Linked DNA regions of Astyanax mexicanus: region 1 is linked to region 2. The links are chromatin contacts, called in public Hi-C maps. All regions are on one chromosome and are shown on one strand. The core of a region is the stretch at or near the end of the contact, and the rest is flanking DNA. Distances in the headings are between cores, read along the strand shown. Region 1 holds the start of nrbp2a (nuclear receptor binding protein 2a). Region 2 overlaps nrbp2a (nuclear receptor binding protein 2a).

The links. Hi-C and Micro-C count contacts between places; a contact is called where the count stands out from the background.
Region 1: a contact with region 2 is called in a Hi-C map of muscle, with 7 times the contacts expected there. The contact joins the promoter of nrbp2a here to the enhancer-like site in region 2. A contact is called at or near these places in 2 of 3 Hi-C or Micro-C datasets (blood and muscle).

Annotation. Positions count from the first base shown.
Region 1 is chr8:47,298,675-47,302,528 of AstMex3_surface, forward strand. It overlaps nrbp2a (nuclear receptor binding protein 2a), which reads right to left and starts at 2,036. Exons shown (of 18, transcript XM_022677963.2): 1 at 1,486-2,036. The coding sequence starts at 1,605.
Region 2 is chr8:47,232,174-47,236,066 of AstMex3_surface, forward strand. nrbp2a (nuclear receptor binding protein 2a) reads right to left here. Exons shown (of 18, transcript XM_022677963.2): 2 at 1,319-1,441. Among protein-coding and RNA genes, the nearest start is that of puf60a, 33 kb to the left of the region's middle. Within about 2 kb of position 1,383, the one cell type or tissue checked has an H3K27ac peak away from gene starts, as active enhancers do.

The sequences.
Region 1 (3,854 bases), core at 786-3,285, 67 kb after region 2:
TGATACAATTTCTATTAGTAGTAAAGTATATATCTGTACGAATATGTAACTTAAGTTTTAGTAATAAACATTTATTATAGCTATAAAGTGACATTACATTTAAATCAATGGTAACTAGTCTACAGGATAAAGGATTATTAAGGAGTTGTTGTCCTGGCCATGTGACTACTTTGAATATCTTTATAGGTCTGTAGAGATATGATCGTTGCTAGTGAATATTTCACAGCTATCTGTATTTGATATTTGTACATATTTGTGTTTATCGAGTGAAGACTCTGAGCACTGAACAGCACTAATCCAGACAGGGCACAGCCTGTAATAAATGTATTTTTGTTTTGTTTCTGGAGAGAGATTATGTGATTTTATTATGCTTTGAGCCTTTAACAAGCTTGTTGATATTATTAAACCCATAGTTTTTCTTTTTTATGTTGTGATACAGATTATAGTGAATTATATGTATAACATGCACTGCTCCCAGTAGTTTGCTATTTTTTACTATGTGCAATAAAACCTTTACTTATTACTGCAGTAGTGCCTTATTATGTGCCATATCTCAATTCATCATGTATAGCATCATTTGTTTACCATCACTATGTATCACCACGTGTTTACTATTTGTTTTTTTATTTATTTACTATCAACCTGTGCAACATATCACTGGTGACTGCGTACAACAGCACATACCGTACATACTAGCGAACCATGCATCCTCTAATCTTAGATGTCTAAATTCATAGCATTTACATTTTGTTGTATATATATTAATGTACTGTAAACAACAAGTGAAAATACTGTGAATACTGTAAAGAGAGAAAGATTGTGTATATTGTTTGTGTATTTTCTGACGCTTATCTTCTGTTGTTCTGTCCTCTGTGCTGCTGTAACGCTGCACATTTCTCAGATGTCGGATTAATAAAGGATTATCTTATGTTAGGATGCTATACACTCGTTGGTAGGTTTCAGAGAAATACTTCATTCATAAATGCATTGTGTTGAAATGTTAGCCCCAAAATACATTATTATGTAAAAAAATGAAAAATAAAGACTTTGTTGAAAAAGCGATTTTTAACCTGCTGTAAATATTTAAATATATAGAACAGATAGTGCGCGCGCTGTGGGCGGAGCGGACAGTTTGTACCACTCGTGAACAACAACCTCAGCCAATCAGGTTTGAGTACAGAGATCAGACTGTGGGTTTGTGTTCAGTGGTTAGTTTCTGGAAAATGTCTGTAAACAGGCAGTGTTTTTACCGTTTTCTTGTTGAATTACTTGATCACAGTGAGATTATAGCTTCAGTATGATGCAGCACGTGCTGACGATAGATCACTGCTGCAGTCTGGGGTTATAACAGCACGGTGGGTAGAGCGTTTATAGCTACAGGTATATAAATCAGACAGCGCAGTTTAACCCACTGTGTGTGTGCGTGTCCGTCTTGTGTCTGTCTGCTGCCTCATGGCGCTGCTGTAAATCCCAACCCGAACCTACCTGCTCCTTCCGCTTCTGCCAGCGTCCGCACGGGCTCTCCTCCAGGATCTCGCTCTCGTCCTCGCTCTCCTCCTCCTTTCCCCCAGACCCCGAGATCCGCTCCGGGACCGACATGGTCATTGTATCCGACCCGCCCCCCTCCGAAGCCCCACGGCTACAAAAAGAAGGCCGAGTCCGCTGTGAACTAGCTCCTTATTAAACTGCCCCCGTGCAGGCGAATCAGGTCCGGGCGAGGGCTCTTCGTGCGCACGGCGCGGTCCGCTCGCGGTAAACGCGGGGCTGTAGGCAGCGCTCCTGTTGCGAAACTGCAACTCGCCTACCGCCCGCCTGCAGCCCCGCAGCACGGGGGAGGTGCGGGACTGTGCGGAGCTTCTAACAGATTACACCACCGCGACCCTCCTAACAGCCCACCAGCAACCACCTCCTCTGCGTGCAGCGTAGCACTGCGTGTGTGTACGTGTGGGTGAGTGTGTGCGTGTGTATAATAGAGCTAGTGCTTTCAGAAATTTCCTCTTTTTTTAAGGGCCTACCGTAAATCCCGCACTATCCGCGCGCTCAGCTGCTAAGCTCCAGCCCCGCCCCCTCCCGCTGAATTTACAACACAGTAGAGCGCAGTCAGGCAGCGCCCACACCGCTGATTTGCACTACACATTACTGCCATGACAATCATGTTAAAAAGTTGCTACGTGGTGAGGACAAAAATGTTGATTTTACATAAGTTTACATAATTATAAAACGCAAATCAAAACCGAGCGATACTGGGGCTCCATCAATAAAGCAGACATTCTACATATATATGTATTAACTGGGTCAATGAAATAAAGAGAATACGGGCCCTATTTTAGTGAACTTTAGGTTAGCTGTCAACAGCACACTGCCCAGCTTGATTTAGGGCTTGTCGGGGTGTCTTTGGTGTCGTGAGGACGCAAATTAATATCGCTTAATTTGCGTCGCCTGAAGGCCAAATTATCAAATCAAATAAAATGTATTTGTATAGTATTTTTACAACTGATGCTGTCACAAAGCAGCTTTACAGTAATGATCACAGGACAGAGAGTAAGGCAAAAAAATAAACAATGAGCAACAGAAGCAAGAAAAAAACTTCCTCAGAGAAAGAAACCTTGGGAGGACAAAGGCTCATAAGGGGGGGCAATCCTACCACTGGTCAGACAACTTTTAAATAACTGTAAAAATCAGTATCCATCCACATAGCGCTAATATATTCAGGTGTATAGCAGCGCCAATAATGGTAGTAGTTAAAGTTCATGCAAACTTCAATGTAATGCCTCAGACTAGTGGAGAGGAAACAACTAGTCCGAGGCATGTTGCAAAAACTGGATGCTGGGCAGCTGATCTGTGGTGGGTGATGGAGAAGAGCTGACTTCAGAAACTTCAATCAGTCTGGCCGAACAGGGGACAGGAGAGCCTGAGGGTCCAACATCCATCGATATCGAAACAGACAGGTTGGCAGTAACTTGGAGGAAGGCAGAAAGGTGGAATTAGTTTTAACTGGATTTATGTAAAACAGAGAATATAAAATATTATCAGAGTGTAGCTAATGACTCCGGCAGATCTAAATAAAACAGCCTAACTAAAGGGAGAGAGCCAGAAAGTAACATAAACACGCAGGCACCCTAAAACACTGGCATCCACCCACTCCACTGTCCACAAACCTTCCTTAACGCTGTCTCTATTTTAACAACTTCGGCGCAAGGCATGAAAATATACTGTTTGTTGTAATGTGCACTGGCATCCACAAACACCACTGTCCACAAACCTGAGTGACCACGTGCAGTGGGCAAACAACAGCACCAGCATTCAGTTTACCACAATTCTCTATGTCCATAAAACACCCTGGATCTGCAGCCTTATCTAAAGGGAAGACATTAATTACCAAAAACTAAACTAAACAAGTAAGCCAGTGCAGTTCTGATAGGACTGGACTAAATTAATTTTTTTAGTGAGGACCCTGGCTGCAGCATTTTAAACTAACTAAAGTTTCTTTAAGTTACTGTAGGTACATCCTGACAGTAGCGCATTACAATAGTCTAGCCTTAAGGTAATAAAGGCATGTATACTCATTTTTCTGCGTCATGCAGTGATCAGGCATTTCTCAGCCTGGCAATGTTACAGAGATGTAGAAAAGCTGTTCTAGTAACATTAGATATGTGTTTATTGAATGCTAGATCTGAATCTATGATAACTCCAAGATTTTTAGCTGCTGATCCAGGTGTGACTGAGAAGACGGCCAGATTATACATCACGTCTGATAATTTATTAGGAGAACTTTTTTATCACTATTTAATTGGAGAAAGTTGTGCGGCATTCATGATTTCACATGTTTTACACAAGTCTCGATTTTCGTAAAT
Region 2 (3,893 bases), core at 133-2,632:
CAGAAACACAAATGTTAGCATATTTCCATTATCTGCTCTTAATCCGTACTGCCACTGTCTGCCATCGTTTCACTAACACTGCTTTACACCACTATACAGAACACAACACTGCAGCCATTAAAGACAGCAGCACGGGCCTGAACAGCAGCTGCTGGAGTCCGAGTCATTTGATTTTGAGCAACTGCCGATAACCCTGAACAGACCATCCCCACTGTCAAACATGGTGGTGGCAGCATCATGGTTTGGGCCGGTTGTTCTTCAGCAGGGACAGGGAAGATGGTTAAAATTGATGGGAAGATGAATGAAGCCAAATACAGGACCATTCTAGAAGAAAACCTGTTTGAATCTGCAAAAGACCTGAGACTGGGACAGAGATTTATCTTCCAAGAAGACAATGATCCAAAACATAAATCTACAACGGAATGGTTCACAAATAAACTTATCCAGGTGTTAGAATGGCCAAGTTAAAGTGCAGACTTGAATCCAATAGAGAATCTGTGGAAAGAGCTGAAATCTGCTGTTCACAAATGCTCTCCATCCACTGACCTTCAGCTGTTTTGCAAGGATGGGCCAAAATTTCATACCCCAAGCTACTTACAGCTGTAATCGCAGCAAAAGGTGGTGCTACAAAGTATTAGCGCAAAGGGGCTGAGTAATATTGCACACCCCAGTTTTTTATTAAAAAAAAAAAAAAAAAGTTAAAAATAGCCAATACATTTTGTCACGATTGTGTCCCACTTGTTGTTGATTTTTCACAAAAAATGTACAATTATGAATCTTTATGTTTGAGGCCTGGAATGTGGCAAAGGTTAAAAAATTCAAGGGGGCAAGGCACTGTTTATTTCACAGGCCCGCTTTCCTACCAGCCTCCAGGTCACTGCCACTCGTGCAGAGCAGAAAGAGCAGCAGCATCCTCTTTTACAGATGGGTCTTTCTTCCTGCAAGCCTTTAAGCATGACTGAGGGCTCATCTACTGTGCAACAGCTATTCAAGAGTAAGGGCTACATAAATTAGATTATTAGTATTATTATTATTAGACCTGCACAATACTAAAATATTGAAAACAAATATTTTGTAAATAAATGTGCAATAATATTTTAAATTTAAGCAGTTTGGAAGGCCAAATACCCAAATCCTTATTTCTATAAACTTCCCTTGTCACTAGTATTGCTGGTGCCAGCAATTCTCAGATCATTGTGCTTTCTGGAACTTTTTTACCCTTGCATAAATTAAATAGCCTAAATGTAAAACTCTTAAAGGCCTTTTTTTTTTTTTTGCCACATTCATTTGGTGCATCCCTCGCCGCTGCGACCATTACCTCGTGGGCCTTGAAGACCTTCTTATCAGAGAACTGAACCTCATTCCACACCACCTCCACTCCCTCCTCTGTGTCCATGGCCAGGGATGCGCTCTCAATGCCGGGAACATTGCCCTGACTCACCTGCCCAACAGAGAGAAGCAGAGCACATAGAAGAGAAAAGGCAAACGAAAAGGAAAGAACAACATTGAGTCATATATAGATAATTACCATATTTTCTGTGATGGGATTATAAAACAGTTAAATATAAAATAGGATTTACTCTCTGTTGGTCAATCATCAATACACAATAGCTGCTAGTTCTTTTATAATTAAGTTTAAGATTTTAATACCTTTAAAACCTCTTAATGGGTTAGAACTTCCCTGCATCTGAATTTCTGACAAATCCTAAAATCAAATCATACAAATAGGGTTGCAACGGTATGAGATTTTCACGGTATGATAACCGTCTCGGAAAATACCGCGGTATCACGGTTATCACGGTATCACAGTTTGTTACATATATTATTAAACTGACCCTTAAAGAAATTACAACAAAGTTTTTTTGTTCAATTAACTATTTATTGTAGAAACTACACCATCAGGTGAAGGAAACCATGTTTTTCCACTACTCTTAAGGGCATTAAGAGTGTATATATATATAAAAAAAGTTGGTATATAACCAGATACTGCAGAAAGAGGGGATTTATTTCTGACATGATCCTCACAATAGAGATTTCTATTTTAAGGCTTTCACACCTTAAAACCTTCAACATATGAAAAACAGGCACGTCAGAATTTGAAAATTAACGCATGTAAATGAATGGCGTCTTTCACATCCAGTCCGGCCAGGACCTTTACACGGACACGTGAATCCATCGTAGCACGCACTTCACGCCTGTACCTGCGTGCCCAAATTTCGGATAACTCAGCGCTTTTGCGGGCGCTTACCGCATGGGTTGTGCACGACTACAAAGAGGTTTTTATTTATGTTCAGATTAAAATTATAAACTAAACACATACTTTCCGCTGCACAGCGGGGTGGTGTTCTCGGAGATGGGAGAACAGGTTTGATGTATTTCCTCCTTTAGCTGTGACTACGGCCACATTGATTACAAGCTTGTTGATTACAAGATTACAAGTCTGTTTTCAGGCTGTTTGAATGAGCGAAATATGATCAGAATTATGTTAATTAACACTAACATAGAAGCATAGAACTATTATTTAATAAAAATGATTTTTAAGAACAGCTAAACACAGTGCGGAGAAGTTCACGTGCGAGAGAGAGAGACACAGAGAGAGAGAGAGATTTGCGTGTTCTGATGAGAGCTACTCACAGGTAAAGGTTCTCTTTTATCTCCTCGTGCTCATTTTAGTCCAATTCATAATTCTGCAGTTTCTCAGTGTTTTCTGTCGTATTTTGCGGCTAGCGCGAGCGCTTACAACTAACACCGCGGACCGCGAGGTGCAGCCGCGCTGCCGCTGTTATGCCGAATCCGACTCCCTGCTCAATCCGACTCCCGCTTCGCGGACAGAATCGGCACAACACCTCCCGCTGTAGAACTGCGGGAGTGAAAACAGCGCTTATAAATAAGTTAGTTAAGTTTCACTTTCAGTTTTCGTTATTTGGTTCGTTTTCATTAACAATAATAATTGGTTACTTAGCATTAACATTGTGATTATCACACCAGAGCTTTATTTAAAAATAAAATATATAATTAAAAAACAGATGCCTACATCTCAGACTATTTTCTGGAGCCCAACCCGACCCGGCCCGAGGAATGTGGTGGGAAATCTCGGCCCGAACGGACCCGATTTCGGGTCGGTCCTCGGGTCAGGTCTGGTTCGGGCAGAGAATCTAGGCTCTGATGCACTTTCTGCCATTCTCACCGCTGTGTGCTGAGTAGCTGAAGCGGAGCAGAGTTGCGCATGCGCGGGTGACTTTCTCCGCTGGCTTGCGTTTTACCGGTAATAAGCAAACACACACGGTATGATAACCGTGCATTTTAATACCACGGTATACCGTGAAACCGGTTACCGCTGCAACCCTACATACAAAGTTCCACTGTCAGGGTGAGGGTGCAGGGAGGACGAGGAGGCGGACGCAAAATGCAAACATAAACGGGATTTATTACAAAAATGAACACAAAACAAACTTGGAATACACTTACTGGGAAATAACTGAAAACTGGACTGAGGAAACTGGGGAAACACACGGACCACTAACAGACGTAAAAACGTACAAGGATCGACACCGGGGAAATGGAAGACGGACCTTAAATAGAGGTGCACACACACAGGAAACATGAAACACCTGGGACGAAGGGGCGGAGTTACAAAAGAACACAGGTGAGTGGAAAAACACAGGCAGAACACAGGGACACGGGTCACGTGGGACAACACAGGCACGAGGACAGACAGGAAACAGGGCCAGGACCTTACATAACCCCCCCCTTAACGCGCAACTGGTTCGGCTGCCACCGCGAAAGACACTGGGCGCGGATCGGCAGCTACCGCGGGAGGAAGTAGCGGCTGGCGGGCTGGTGCAGGAGGGCAGTCCTCAAACTCCTCTTCACTGGACACAGGTGTGAGGAGA